Regions from separate parts of the Mus musculus genome. Here regions 1 and 3 are each linked to region 2. A link is a contact called in public HiChIP or PLAC-seq and promoter capture Hi-C data. All regions are on one chromosome and are shown on one strand. The core of a region is the stretch at or near the end of the contact, and the rest is flanking DNA. Distances in the headings are between cores, read along the strand shown.

Region 1 (4,381 bases), core at 117-2,616, 540 kb before region 2:
GAGACACCCAGAACCTGGGCATTCATGTCCAGAGACCTCTGGGATGGAGTTGAATTTGGGAAAGAGCTCCCCCCAACCCCCACTCCCACCCTCCATCCCCACCTCCTCACTCCCATCCTTCCCAGGGAAAGGCCCTGACTGGATGGCATCTAAGCGAGCCAGTGCCAGGCTGTCGGAGAAGAGGGTGCCCACCTCCTACCAGGCACACTTCCTTCTCCCCTCCCCCAGCCCCAGCGGATGCAGCAGTTCACACTCTGGATTTATTATTGTTCTCAGTCCCGCTCTCCCTCCTCCCTGGGAAGCGCCTGCAGCCTGGCAGCCTGGCAGCCTGGCAGGAACCTGCTGTCTCCTTGTGGGTGCCAGCATGGTCCCTTATCTCCATTCAGTCTCCTTGTGCCAGGGTCAGACCACTTAGGGGCTTGATGCCAGCCAAGGCCAACCTGAGTCCTTGCATCCTACAGCAAGCAAGGGGTGTCCAGCAGCTGGTCTATCACCCCCTGTCCTACAGTGGGTTGCACCTAAGCAGAGGAGGAGGTCAGAGCTAGCCCAGCATGCGGGGGAGAGCAAAGACCCAGTGGGGTGGCATAAAGGCAAAAATAACACAGAGCCATCCCTCCAGCCAGTTGACACAATTATCTCTGCCACACTAGGGAAAAATAGAGTGAGGGAAGACAGCTGCTCTGGGTCCCTCTGCCTGCCCCAGGCGGTTCCTCCCCTCTGCTCTGGCCTCAAAACAGATTCCAGGGACAAAATCCAGCGGTGCTCCGGACTGGCCTTTTAGGGTCTGGAAGGAGTCCCGGCTTTCCCTCACCTAGTTCCCAGACCGGAGGCTGCGGCTTGGCAGGTAGCTGCTGTTACCTGCATCTCAACCCAGACGCGAGTCCCAGACACAGACATTCACACACATTCAGATGCGCGGGAGCCACTCCGCCTCAGCTCTTCTGGAGGGTCAAGGAGAGAGAAGGGAAGGGCGGTGGGCTCTACATCTCCCCCCGCATCCTCTAAGCAGAGCTGGGCTGGCTGATGTAGCGCTGCGACCTTTCCAACCTCAATCCACACATCCTTTCTTGGTACCATCAGCCCTCGGCCCCTGCCTCTGCCACAGTTTCCATCACCGGCTTCCTTCAGGTCCCTTACCTCGCCGTGGCAGCTGGGTCCAGGCACTGTCTCCTGTAGTGGGCAGCACCCGATCTCTCTGGACTGTGGAGCTGGCTCGCAGGGGTCACGTCTGGATAATGCACTCTCCGTGGCGTGTGTGTGTGTGTGTGTGTGTGTGTGTGTGTGTGGTGTGCAGGAGGCACCTCGGGCCCCTCACTCACTCACTCACTCACTCACACACGCCCTCCTGCTGACGTCAGGATGTGCTGGAGGGAGGGACTGGGATGGGAATTTGTACTCCTAGCTTAAAGGGACACTAAGCCATCTCTTCTCTGGCCCAGACACCACCTTGTGAGCCAGGCCAAGTGCTGGGTGAGTGGCTAAGCTGCGTCACTTTGAGCGTTACTGCTTCTTGTTTTGGAAAGTGGCTTTTATTGCTGGGCCAAGGTATAATTTGCTCTACCAGGTCAGGGTAGCTGCTGGGGAGTAAGAGGCAGGAAGAGCTAGAGACAGTGTGCATTCTTGGTGAGCGGGGTGCCAGGGAGTGTTTATGGTCAACGGGAGGGCCTGCAGGGTGGGAGGATGTATTCTGGAGAAAGGAGGCCAGAGAACAGAGGAGACCCTCTGGGAACAAGCCAGGTTCCTAGGGACTCCCAGACATTCCATTCCCTCTGCAGTCTGCAGCTGTGCTGAGCTCTGTCCCCTCAGATCATCTGAGATCTCCATTTGAAGAATGTGCTCAAATCTCTTTGGCACACATTAGGTCTTTGGGAGGGGCTGTGGAATCCAGGGGAAGAGAACTATAAAAGAATAATGAGTGTCTTTCTGTGTATGTTTCTTTCTTACACACACACACACACACACACACACACACACACACACACTCGCACACACATATACAGGGGGCAGTGGTGTCTGTGTGTCTGTGTGTCTGTGTGTACTTGTGGTTTAGGAGGCTTTTAGAAGTAAGGACTGACTCAGCAGATTCAGTCCAAGCAGTTTAGGTCTCTTCAGACAGTAAGACCTCAGCACACTCCCGCCCCCCAAAAAGCCGGGCAGTGGTGACACATGCCTTTAATCCCAGCACTAGGAGGCAGAGGCAGGCAGATTTCTGAGTTCGAGGCCAGCCTGGTCTACAGAGTGAGTTCCAGGACAGCCAGGGCTACACAGAGAAACCCTGTCTCGGAAAAACAAAAACAAAACAAAACAAAAAAGACCTCAGGCAAATCCCTAGGACCCCAGTGCTCCCCAAGAGGACAGTGCTCCCCAAGAGGACAGTGCTCCCCAAGAGGACAGTGCTCCCCAAGAGGACAGGTAAGGCTCAACCGTCTATGAGCTCAGGGCCAGGCTCCAGGAAACCTCTTCAAAGGGCTTCTCTGCCACCCCCCTGTCCCTCCTCAACCTCATCTTAGAGAGACATCTTCCCCAGGTGTCACTTTAGTACTACTGAGTCATGAGGAGGTGCCCTTTGTGCTGGCACAGACCTATAGGTCCCAGCCCTCAAGAGGATGAAACAAATAGATTTCAAGTTTGAGTCTACCTGGCTACCTAGAGAGGCAGTGTCTCAACAAACAAACAAACAAACAAACAGGAAAACAGACATGACAGGAGCTGGAGAGATGACTCAATGATTAAGAGCACTGGCTGCTCTTCCAGAGGGCCCAGGTTCAATTCCTAGCACCCACATGGCGACCCCCCAACTGTCTGTAACTCCAGTTCCAGGGAATCTAGCACTCTCACACAGATATAAATTCAGGCAACACACCAGTGAAACATGAAATAAATATAAGTAGGCAATTTTCAACAATTAGAAAGAAAATTAGACATGATGGGGGTAGACCTGTGATCCCAGCACCGAAGAGGCCAAAGATTGCTGTGAATTTGAGGTCAGCCTAGACTCTATGAGAAGACCCCAGTGTCCTAAAAACAAAACAAATCAAACAAACCAGTGCGCAGTAGTTACGCTGCTTTTCTGGGGAGCCTGCATGGGTCCCAGCTCCCACGTATGGCAAGTCCTAACTGCCTGCCACTCCAGCTCGAGAGGGTTCCAACTCACCTGCACATATGTGGCACGTTCTCACACAGACACACAGACATGATACACATAAACAAAAATCATTAAAAAAAAAAACAAAACTTGGAAAGACATCCACTGGAATGAAGGTAAAGGTATAGAGAAGAACGGTAAAACAAGTAAGGGAAAAACCCTAATGAGAATAGTTCAGATGGAACTCAATCTGTAGACCAGGCTGGCCTCGAACTCACAGAGATCTGCCTGCTTCTGTCTTCTGAGTGGTGGGAATGAAGGTTTGTGCTGCCACCACCTGGTGCTTTGACCATTTTTATGCATGTGACAGATCCGCTCATTTGTGTAGACCTTACTGTACTAGAGAGGAGAGGGAGGACACCAGGAAGAAGGATTTGCCTGTGTTAGTGACCTGGTTATAGGGCGTTGGGATCCAACACCACACATACCCACAAGCCCAGAAATGTTGTTGCTGTGGGTTTTTGTTTGTTTGTTTGTTTTATTTTTTAGACAGGGACACACTAGAGAGCCTTGGTTGGCCTGGAACTCATTCTGTAGACTTGGCTGGTCTTGAACTCACAGATGTGCCTGCCTCTGCCTCCAGAGTCCTGAGATTAGGGATATGCACTGTCACATATGGCCCTTCCTAGAACTTTTTGGGTCAATTATGCTCACTCTTGGCTTCTGACAGTACAGGAGACAGTACAGGGCTGCCATCTGTGTCCACAGAGACCCAGAGTGCTGCCTTTATTCTAGTTCTGTTCTGAGCACCACACTGAGGAGCCTTCCTCTCTCTTTCGCTTCCCCATTTTCCTCTTTGTCTTGTTCTCTTTTAAAAACAAGTGAATGTCAGCTTCCTTTGAGACAAGGTCTGCCTGTTGTAGCCCAGATGGGCCTCAACCTTGTGACCATCCTGCTTCAGCCTCTTAAGAGCTGGGGTCACAGGCATGTGCTAACCAGTTTCTGCCTCCCTTGTAGCCCAGGCTAGGTTTGAACTTGAGCTAGAGGATGGCTGTGACCTGCTGAGCATCTATACCCTGGATGCTGGGGTCACAAGCATGTGCTACTGTTATTGTACCTTCCCCCACATTTTATCTACCCCCCAAATTCTCTACTCCTCTATCTCTTCCTTCTTCTCTCAGGGGGCTTCATTGTCTTACAGCCTAGAAGTAATAGACTAGCAGAACAGAGACCTGAGCTAGCCTTGAACTCACTAAGTAGCCCAGGCTGGCCTTAAACTCACAGAATCAACCAAAT
Region 2 (4,844 bases), core at 352-2,851:
AACGATCCGAAACAAAAAGCTGGTTCTAGTCTAGTCACAGTCTGTGGCCTGCCACATTTTCATTCATTTCCGTTAAAGGCACATCTTAACTACCAGGATTACAGAATAGGCTCCGTGCAATGGTGCAGTTTTAAATAGCGAATCCAAGTATCACATGCAAATATCAAGATCAATTTTAATGTCAAATACCCTATTTTCTGGTTCAGATTTTGCACACCTCGTCTGAAGTATAATCCAACATTAGGTCTCCTTACAAAGTAGGTGACTCACTCTCCAGTATAAAATTTTATGTTAGGTTAATTGCTCACCATATTGTACACGGAGGGTTCACATTCTCCGTGCTCTATCACCTTGACTGTTTATGTAAGACTTAGGCACGTCCCTCGCTTAGTTCTTTACAAACTGAATTGCACAAAGCATTTGTTTCTAGACGTGTTTCTTCTCTCTCTTTCTCTCTCTCTCTCTCTCTCTCTCTCTCTTTTCGAGACAGGGTTTCTCTGTATAGTCCTGGCTGTCCTGGAACTCACTCTGTATTTGGATCAGGCTGGCCTCGAACTCAGAAATCCGCCTGCCTCTGCCTCCCAAGTGCTGGGATTAAAGGCGTGCGCCACCACAGCCCGGCTCTATCTTTTGAGCTAGCTCTCCGATGAAACCTATGAAAAGGCGAAAGATTTACCCTGACCTAACACACACACACACGCTACTTGACATTAAACAATTTAGTCAAGTGTGATGATAAAAGCTACCAATTTAGAATTCGAGTAACTTTGAAGACAATCCCTTGGAGTTCCCTCCTCTTCAGTCACTCCAGCTTTCCCAGAATAACAGAACCTAAAGCCCACTCTTTCCCAGAGCAATCGATCAAAAGAAAAATCCGTGGGTGGTGAGGGGGGATCAGGTGCCGATTGGTGAAGAACCACGGATCATCAACTTGTAGCTCTTTGGGCTGCTTTAGGCTTTCTCCAAAGGAAGAACCTGAAGGGGACGCCGGCAGGAAAGACTCTAACCTGAGAGGCCGCGGAGCCTTGCTAGAACGGGAGCCAGCTTGGGGGTTGAGAGCAGAGACGGCATGGCCTGTAACCACTGGTCAGGAAAAGTACAAACTCTGGGGAAAGCCACTAGCACAGCCGCGTCGCCAGGAAACCAGTCAACTGCTCGGCCCCTTCCGGCAGGCGCGGCTCGCGGGCTTTCTTCCCGGGGCGGCGCAGAGCAGTGACGTCACTCGGCTAGGTTTTGGGCGCGCCGGCCCCACGGGCATTTATTTATTTTCCCCCCTCCTCCATGCGGCGTCTCGTTCTGCTTAATGCCCATCTTCACAGAAGAAATATCTTATTCCAAATGTCTCCCTATGTCCCGCTTGAAAGCGCACAGACACAAGGTCCTTCATCCATCCCGGGGAATTAGGTCAGAGGAAAGAATCCGAGTGAGACTGTTCGCCGATCGAAGCAGGCATTGTCACGGGCAGCTACACTTCTAGAAGGTTCTAGGCGGAGCACAGGTCCAGAGGTAGGAGTGGGAATGAGCGAGCGAAGGCCCGGGGTCACGAGGCCGTTGGGGGGGAGGAGCCAGCGGCCGGGGAGGTTCTAGTCTGTTCTGCCTCGCGGCAGCCGCCCCCTTCCACTTGGTCACGTTGAGCCGCTCCCGGGCCTGGCATCGTGCCTCCGCAGCCGCCCACCGCCTTCAGCTTCCAGCCTCCCACCATGGATCCCCGCAAAGTGAGCGAGCTTCGGGCCTTCGTGAAGATGTGTAGGCAGGACCCGAGCGTCCTGCACACCGAGGAAATGCGCTTCCTGAGGGAGTGGGTGGAGAGGTGAGAGCCCTGGGCCCCGTGGACCGTTGGGGACGGAAAGTTGGGGGTTGGGGAGTGGGCCCCGAGCTGGCGTAGGGAGGAGGGGAGCGGTTCTAGGCCCCTTCGTGGCTCTTAGTGGCTTCGAGAGGTTCTCGGAGGGATCTGGAGCGTTGGGCAACTTAGGGGTGGAAAAGCAGAGGTTAGAGTTGGTTCCCCCCCACCCCCCGCAGTTAAGTCTTTATGGGGGTGTGTTTGGGTTGTGAATATTTGAGCAGTGGAAATAATGCGCGAACGAAGACAAAGCTTTTACTAAGGGATTGTTTTTCTTGAACCTGGCGTCTTGTTTAAGTCGCATTGACCCATGTGTCGTTTAAAATATTAATAGTGGTAACTTATTTATTCTATAACTTCAGTTATCTGTACTTGGCCTTACAACGATTTTAATTGCATGGAATTTTGTTGGGAATTATTTATACCCACGTTAGTTGTAGCGCTGTCACTTCAGCTACTTTAGGAATTTTTTTTTTTCCTTCAAAGACCAGTGTGCTTGCAGGACTAACTGGAGAGTATTTCGCCTGCGTACTATGATTGTTGTGCCAGCTGCTGGGAAACAGTATTACTGGGGAATTGGTTTCTCCTTTTTGTTGTTTTAGTCTCGTTGATAAAAGATTTTAAAGACAGAATTAGAAGAAAGCTTAGGCACCATTAGAATTTGAGGGTGAAAAACGCAACAGTACAAACAAACTAAATCTCTACAGCTGCCAAGGGGAGGGAGGATGTTAAGTCATGCTTTCTGAATTAGGGTCAGCAATGGAAGCTCACCAGCACTTGTAGAAATGGGGGAGGGTCGGTCTTCAGAGAAAGTGCATGTTTAGGGTCTTTGGTTAATATAAAAAAAAAAGAGATGGGGAAAAGTAAAGTTTTATATATTTTTCAATTAGAACTTAGAAAAAACAAGCAGGCTGAGCCATGAAGGTCTGAAAGCAACTGTGTGGAGTGAAGGACTCAGGGACTGTATAAGCACTTTACTTCTTTAAAGATAATTATTCCAAGCTTTTTGCATATCTTCTGGTAAATCAGCCTTTCTGAGAGGTTGTTTTCTGGCCAGGTGATTGCAAGTCCAGATAGATTAAGGGAAGGAGCTAATAAATAATGTGTAAGTTTGTTTTTTTTTTTTTAAATTTTTTTTTTTTTTTTTTTTTTTTTTGCTGGTTGAGAACTTGCTATGTAGCCCTGACTGGCCTCAGGTTCACAGAGATTGCCCCTGTCTCTGTCAACTATTGGGATTAAAGACATTTGCCAACACACCAGCTATTTTATTTTTCAAGCTAGTTTATGTGTAGTGGGTGTTTTGCATGTATATGTATGCCTGATGCCCAGGGTTGTAAGAAAAGAGTATTCAGTTCCTTGGAACTGGTGGTTGCAAGCTATTACTGTGGGTGCTGAGAATTGTACCCTGGGTCTCCTGGAGGAGCAACAATTATTCTTAATCACTTAGTTATCTCAACAGCCCCAGTATGTAACGTTTTGGGTGGTTTAGAATACAGTCTTCTCAGGGAAAGGTGGACTAAGAGGAAGTGGCTTAACTTTAATGAAGCTCAACCCCTGATACTCTTCACCTAGAAAGGACCCTTTTATATGTTTAATTTTTTTTAAGATGTATTTATTTCGTGTATTTGCTTGCACTTTAATAAGCCAGGGTGGGGAATCTGATCCTTTGGAACTGTTGTCACAGACAGTTGTGAACCATCATATAGGTGCTGGGAAATGAACTTGGGGTCTCTGAAGAACAGCAGATACTCTTAGTTGATGAGATGTAATCTCCTTAACTCTCACAGTATTTAAATCGCATCAGATGGCAAAGCTAATGCTGCTTTCTCAAGTCTAAGGCTGATTGTGAGGGAAGAGGTCCGTCTCATGTCAGTACAGCTGCCTAAATACTGTTTCAGGGCACAGAGAAATGATACAAAGTTTGTTTTTATAATTATGTTTTAATAGTTTAACAGTTTACATATTGGAGGAGACTCCTCGGGGTTAAAAGGAGGGCCACAAATGTTGCCTAGGAAGGGATTTTTTTGGGAAAGTACTTCTAGTCAGGTGGTAGTGGTAGTGTCACAATGCTTTTAATCTCAGGACTTTGTTGGCAGAGGCAGGAGGATCTCTGGGTTTAAGGCCAGGGAGTTCAAAAACAGTCAAAGCCACACAGAGAAACCCTGTCTTGAAAAACCAAAAAGAAAAAACCCTAAGGGGGTTTAAGGGGGAGGCTTAGCGTTGGTTCCAGCATACCCTTCCCTGCCCAGGAAAGCAGCCTGCTAGCTGGGATTGTTAAGGAGGAAAAGTGGGTCAACATGTGCCTGAGTTCCTAGTTACTCTGGAGGTTGAGGCTGCAGCAGCCATGATTCTAGGAGTTTCAGACCAGCCTGGCCAAACATAGCAGGACCCAATTAAAAACTGGTCCCTCCCCTCCAGAATAAAGAATAAAACAAAACCCCACACATTAAAGCTGTGTTTCAAGAGTGTGGATAGGCACTCCTTAAGACATGAGCAAAAGCTGGTGGGGTAGTTTTCTTTGGGGTAAATGGACCTGGTGATTACTAAAAATGCAAAATATTTTAACAAGCATATTCTCAGGAATAAAAGAAGTCAGTGATGTGTGCTGGCATTCTTCAAAGCCTGTTGAGCTTTTTTTTTTCTTTTCCTTTCTCACTTTTATAGCTGTTGTAGGACTTTTACTCATGTTAAGAACTTACAAAATAACTATAGTAACTATTAAAACAATGGAGGAGAACCCTAGGTATGCTTGTATAATATGGCTTTGAGTTCTGGTACATACCCTTTAATAATCCTATGTTTTGAAGCCTTTGCTTTCTCAAAAACAAAAGATGCATAAGTTGCCATTAGATATTTGTTAGGACTAGGAGTTGAGGACTAGCTTTTAGTGGCTTTTCCTAATGAACAGCCTGCTAACCCAAAAACTTAGGATATTTGTGTTCTTTCAACCACTCATATCTTGTTAAATGAACGTGAGTGTCAGTGGCACATGCCTCCTTTAATC
Region 3 (4,896 bases), core at 1,730-4,229, 510 kb after region 2:
TTGCCCAGCGGATACCATCTGTCAACCTCTTCCATAGAGACTTTCTTTTCCTCTCCGTTAGAAACCGTTTATCCACTGCATCAGGACAAGGGTTGCCAGACACTGTTTATGAGTCTACTTCCCATTACTCTGGTGGTGTGGCTCCTGAAGCAGAAGCCAGGCAATCTTCCTATGAATATGGTGTCACCTAGACAGGCAGCAATGCTATTGGCCCAGATGTCCATGTTTTGGTTTTAAATGTCTTGTGGGGCCCAGGAACACTATAAAACAGTATTTTGAATCAATAGTTTCATTAGAAATGTTAAAAAATCAGAACAAGTAAGTAAAAATTACTTGCTTCAATCAGGAGTGAGAATTTGATTTACCTAAACACAAACCACTAGGCAAGTAGGAAAGAGAGCGAGCTTTTCCAGACCTAGCACCAATCGTAGAAGATACAAATGTTTGCACAAAGTCCAAGTTTTGTCTGTAGCTGACAAAGCGGCAGGAACAAGAAGACTGAAGAGTAAACTTATCTCTAAAGTTTCTTCTCCATGTTCTACATGCCCATGATCTCCCTCAAAACTTAGAGCTCCATCACAAAAACATTAAGGACAGATGGCTCTCGTTCCTGCCCAATCACCTGTTGACGTCAGTTACTTTCCTGTCACCACATTAATATAGGGGATATTCATGTTTTACTCTGAGTTTGTAAGTTTATGCTTTCTCTAGAATTAGCTGCTACCACAGACAAATTAAGAACACAGTGACTCTCATAAACGACTATTTGAAACAAAGCATTCAACTCACCTTCTCAAAATAAGGCCCACTGTCTGTGGTTCCCAAGTCTTTGGAATTAGGTGGACGGAACCCAGGTCGATCCTTCCTCATGATATCATTAAAATCCCCGAGATTCATTGTTCTCTTGTCCACATCAAATTTCTTATCTGAAAGGACATAAATAAAAATGTCAGGAATCAATGTCCCCTCAAGAGCCACGTGTAGCCTGGCCCGTCTGTTCTCTAGGGACCCGGGGACAAAGCCTCTCTACTCTTTGGAATGAGCCTAGGAAGAATTCTCACTGGCTCAGGGTGCTTGCTCTGTTCCTGAACCGTTTTTCAAAAATTAAATATGTATCTGCTGTAGCTTGTCTACCATGGAACACTTGAGAGACTTGAAGCCAAATTGATTAAGCCAATATTTAGGTTAAAATTGACGTGCTGGGTGAGAATACATCTTGTTCATAAAGTCAAATCTTCTCAGTGAGAGACCAGTCTGTTTTGTTATGTTAGCACTTGTTAGAGACATTGTTAGAGTTTTAAAGCAATTATGGGGAATAGAAAGATCAGAGGCACTCCTGTTGCCTAAAAATGTAAAGCTTAAGACTTTAACACAGTTGAACATTTCTACAGTACTTGCTCAAGCTTCATCTGCATGTGTGATGCAGACTTCCTCCTCCTCCCTTTCCTTAGCCCTATAAATCTGCTATATGATGACACAACTGGGTTGCAGCTCAAACTACACAGTACCACTGCTATCCAGATTGTTCCCTCTTACTCTTAGTTTGATTCCTCTTATGTTCCTCGGGGTGAGCAAAAGCATTCCTGAGAAAAATCTCACAGACGATGGGCTGACCCCTGCATTTGCTCTGGTCACAACGGAAAAGTATGACAAAGATGAAAACCTTGGGGTACAGAGAGTCAATCTGATGGTCTAGTTTACTAGTATCACAGACATATTAAAATAATCTGAATCTAGCTCCCAGTACTTGGGAAAAAAATCTGGATGCTAATAAGGGATGGTGCAGTGAAGTTTGCACTTTTCATGTAGTAGAATAAGGTTGGCTTCTGAGGTGGACATACCCTCCTCACAGTTAAACCTAGCATTTAACATTCCTTCACATTCTCCTGGAACTTCAGTCATTTGAATTTTCAACCTCTATACTGCTTTAGTGCATGAAATCTGATATAAAATAAAGCAGTTAGCATCAAGCATGTCTATCAATCTGCCTCAACCCAAGCAGGGCAGGAGATGCCAAGGGCCTGGCAGAGCCGTGAACACGTTCCCCTCCTGTTTGTAGAGACACATACCTACAGACAAATCCATTTTGCTGCTTGGGTTATCCTCAGTTTGACTCTGAACAAAACAAAGCAAACACAAGTGAGTAAGGATTAAGGGAGGATACACGTTGTACATCAGAGAAGAGGCGCTCCTGCTCATGTGAGAGCCTCATGACCATAGGCACTCCACAAGAGCCTCTGCCGTGACCTTGAAACTGGAGTGAAGGCTGTAACATTTTTGCAATCACAATTTGATGGCCATCAAGGCTTAATTAAGTGTCTAACACATGTAATTACACATGTCAATTACACATGTAAGCAACATCAGTACAGCTATGGACAGAGGACAAGTTCAACAGCTGCCTGGAGAAATAAACTGCTTCTTAAGTATGCATAGTCAAACTCCACAAGTTGTAGCTAAATGGTGATAATATCTTCTTATGACGTGTCAGTGAGCAAATCTTAAACTGTGTAGTCAAATCATTTGTCTTTTGACAACCATGACCAGATGTCTTCACAGTGTTCCCAAGAGATAAGGAAAGTAAAGACACAGCACACATTTTTCTCTACATAATGAATCCCAGTATAGTGATTCTGATTATTTTTATTTTTAAAAATGATGTGCAGACACTAGTAACAAGTGTCCATTTAAGTGTCTTTGTTGTTTCCACCTTTCCAAGAGAAAAGATACAAAGACAATTCACTTTTAATGTTGGTATATATCACTTAATAAAATAGAAATACTGTTTAGCTCAGAGGGCCAAGAACACTGTTTAACCCATATTTAAATCTGTAATTTTGTACTGTACATGTGTACTTACTATGCCTGAAATTTGAGATTATGTTTATACATGAAGAAAAATGAAACTTACCAGCAATCCCATATTTGAAAACTGTTTGGCAAGAGGATTCATCCATGAATCATTGTTTCCTCCTTTTAGTGAGCACTACAGAATGAAACACATGACCTCAGTCACAGAGCTCATCACAACCTCCCAAACTATAAACCACACTGAAAATGCAAAGCTGAGAGTTCACCTTCCTGAACCTGATAGCTTTAAATGACTAGTAAGCCCTAGGTCCAGTCATGCTTTTACTCCTACTTATCATAGTGAAGTGGAAAAACAAAGTTTACTTTTTACATGCAAAGAAGTGGTATCAGACTGTGTAAGATGTCTACATACTGCCACTGCCACCTCCCGTAGGATGCTCTTCTGTGACCCCAGCAGGCTTGTAACAGGGAAAGAATTGCTACTGGTGCATGTTGTTTGGAAAGGAGCCTGTTTGAACACAACATCACTCTGTGTGGGGGCAATGTGGAATGCATCCAGAGAGCTCTTCATATGGTTCACAGCATGGAGGCCATCAGTTCTCAGTGAGAAAGAGGCCTGGAGGAAGCCACTATCCTTGAGCTCTGGCACAGTGGAAGGCAGGGATTAATGGGATGGGGGATGAGCTTTGTGGGCCTGCACATTCTATAGGTAAACATTCCATGTGCTATGATATGTCATACTTATTATTATTGTTGGTGTTAGTTGAGACAGGATGTCCTCACTCACTAAAGCCTAGAATATCTTGAACTCTTGATCCTTTTGCCTTTTGTCTTCGAGGGTTGTGATTACAGATATGAGCCACCACAACCAGCTTGCTCCATAAATAAGTGTATATAATATTATATACTTATATACAAATATATCTATATATTACAACATTGCATATTATATCATGTTAGATACAATATATAATTATAAATAACCTTTTAATTATATAATATATAAATTAATAATTAATTATATATTATGGTGATAGATATATATTTTATTAAGATTAAAGAAGAGTCCTGGCAAGCATGAGAGATAGTGAGTTTATTAGTGCAGAGCTTTCAGCGTTAGAAGAAAACAAACTGCATGTGAGCACACTCAGTGGCACTGACCTGCATATTGAAAAATGGTTAAGATGACAATTTTTACATTTTGTGTATTTTATCACATTAAAAAAAGTCCTAGGCTGGGTGTGGTGGCGCACACCTTTAATCCCAGCACTCGGGAGGCAGAGACAGGTGGATTTCTGAGTTCGAGGCCAGCCTGGTCTACAAAGTGAGCTCCAGGACAGCCAGGGCTACACAGAGAAACTCTGTCTCAAAAAAACAAAAAACAAAAAAAACACCACCACCACCACCAACAAAAAAATGAAGTCCTTAGTACTGAAGGTCAGAACCACTGGTATCGGAATTGAAATATTCAACTTCCAATTAAGCAAATCTTGGTTGCCATTTGAGTTGGGAGGATTCAATTAGGATCTTTTACTCAATTAATTTCGATCCACTGCTAATTTGTAAATGACCAAAAGATTGCCAAAGCAGGCCAGACACCATTAGAGTACCAAGACGCTGAGCAGTGTAGTGAGACTTCTTTAGTTGCTAGAGTGGAGGAAGGAAGTCATTAGGGAAGGGGAAACCCAGGAAGAGCTCCTTCAACCAATGTCTCCACAGAAAGCAACTGTTCTATCCTACAGAAGAAATCAGGGCCTTGAAACCCACAGCTTCAGGACCAGGGTGATGGTCAGGGGATGGTCTTGTGAGAGAGTTTCAGGAATCCAAAGCCTGGGAGGATTAGAAAGCATTTCATAGGGCAGGTTTTTCAGGTTAAAATGAAGCATACAGGTGTATCTTCCTTTTTTCTACTCTGTAATGTGTGTGTGTGTGTGTGTGTGTGTGTGTGAGAGAGAGAGAGAGAGAGAAAGAGAGAGAGAGAGAAGAAGAGGAGGAAGAACAGCAGCAGCATCTGTCAAGACAGTGGTGGCTCAGGTACACACATCATGGCTACAGATGAAGAACTAGTGGTCCTATGTAGCAGCA

What was found. Promoter capture Hi-C pulls out the DNA fragments that hold promoters and counts their contacts. HiChIP or PLAC-seq counts read pairs in DNA pulled down with a chosen protein or histone mark.
Region 1: a promoter capture Hi-C map of pre-B cells shows a contact between it and region 2, with 4 times the contacts expected there. The contact joins the promoter of Csdc2 here to the promoter of St13 in region 2. A contact is called at or near these places in 10 of 39 promoter capture datasets (the C10 cell line, the HPC-7 cell line, erythroid cells and 6 more), 1 of 115 datasets of contacts at active chromatin or transcription factors (memory CD8 T cells) and 1 of 9 other capture datasets (liver).
Region 3: a CTCF HiChIP or PLAC-seq map of the NIH/3T3 cell line shows a contact between it and region 2, with 6 read pairs. The contact joins the enhancer-like site here to the promoter of St13 in region 2. A contact is called at or near these places in 3 of 39 promoter capture datasets (the 3T3-L1 cell line, frontonasal cranial neural crest and pre-B cells), 1 of 15 datasets of contacts at CTCF or cohesin (the NIH/3T3 cell line), 1 of 115 datasets of contacts at active chromatin or transcription factors (bone marrow-derived macrophages) and 1 of 9 other capture datasets (pancreatic islet).

Annotation. Positions count from the first base shown.
Region 1 is chr15:81,933,744-81,938,124 of GRCm38.p6, reverse strand. It overlaps Csdc2 (cold shock domain containing C2, RNA binding), which reads right to left and starts at 1,366. Exons shown (of 4, transcript NM_145473.3): 1 at 1,138-1,366.
Region 2 is chr15:81,396,451-81,401,294 of GRCm38.p6, reverse strand. St13 (suppression of tumorigenicity 13) reads left to right here and starts at 1,601. Exons shown (of 12, transcript NM_133726.2): 1 at 1,601-1,810. The coding sequence starts at 1,701. It overlaps Xpnpep3 (X-prolyl aminopeptidase 3, mitochondrial), which reads right to left and starts at 1,157. Exons shown (of 10, transcript NM_001347075.1): 1 at 1,008-1,157. The coding sequence starts at 1,071.
Region 3 is chr15:80,885,049-80,889,944 of GRCm38.p6, reverse strand. Tnrc6b (trinucleotide repeat containing 6b) reads right to left here. Exons shown (of 25, transcript NM_144812.3): 11 at 2,912-2,986; 12 at 2,070-2,115; 13 at 790-926. Among named protein-coding and RNA genes, the nearest start is that of Mir5113, 53 kb to the left of the region's middle. Within about 2 kb of position 2,979, at least 20 of the 459 cell types and tissues checked have an H3K27ac peak or open chromatin away from gene starts, as enhancers often do. A contact at or near this core is called in the NIH/3T3 cell line and bone marrow-derived macrophages, where this site is marked.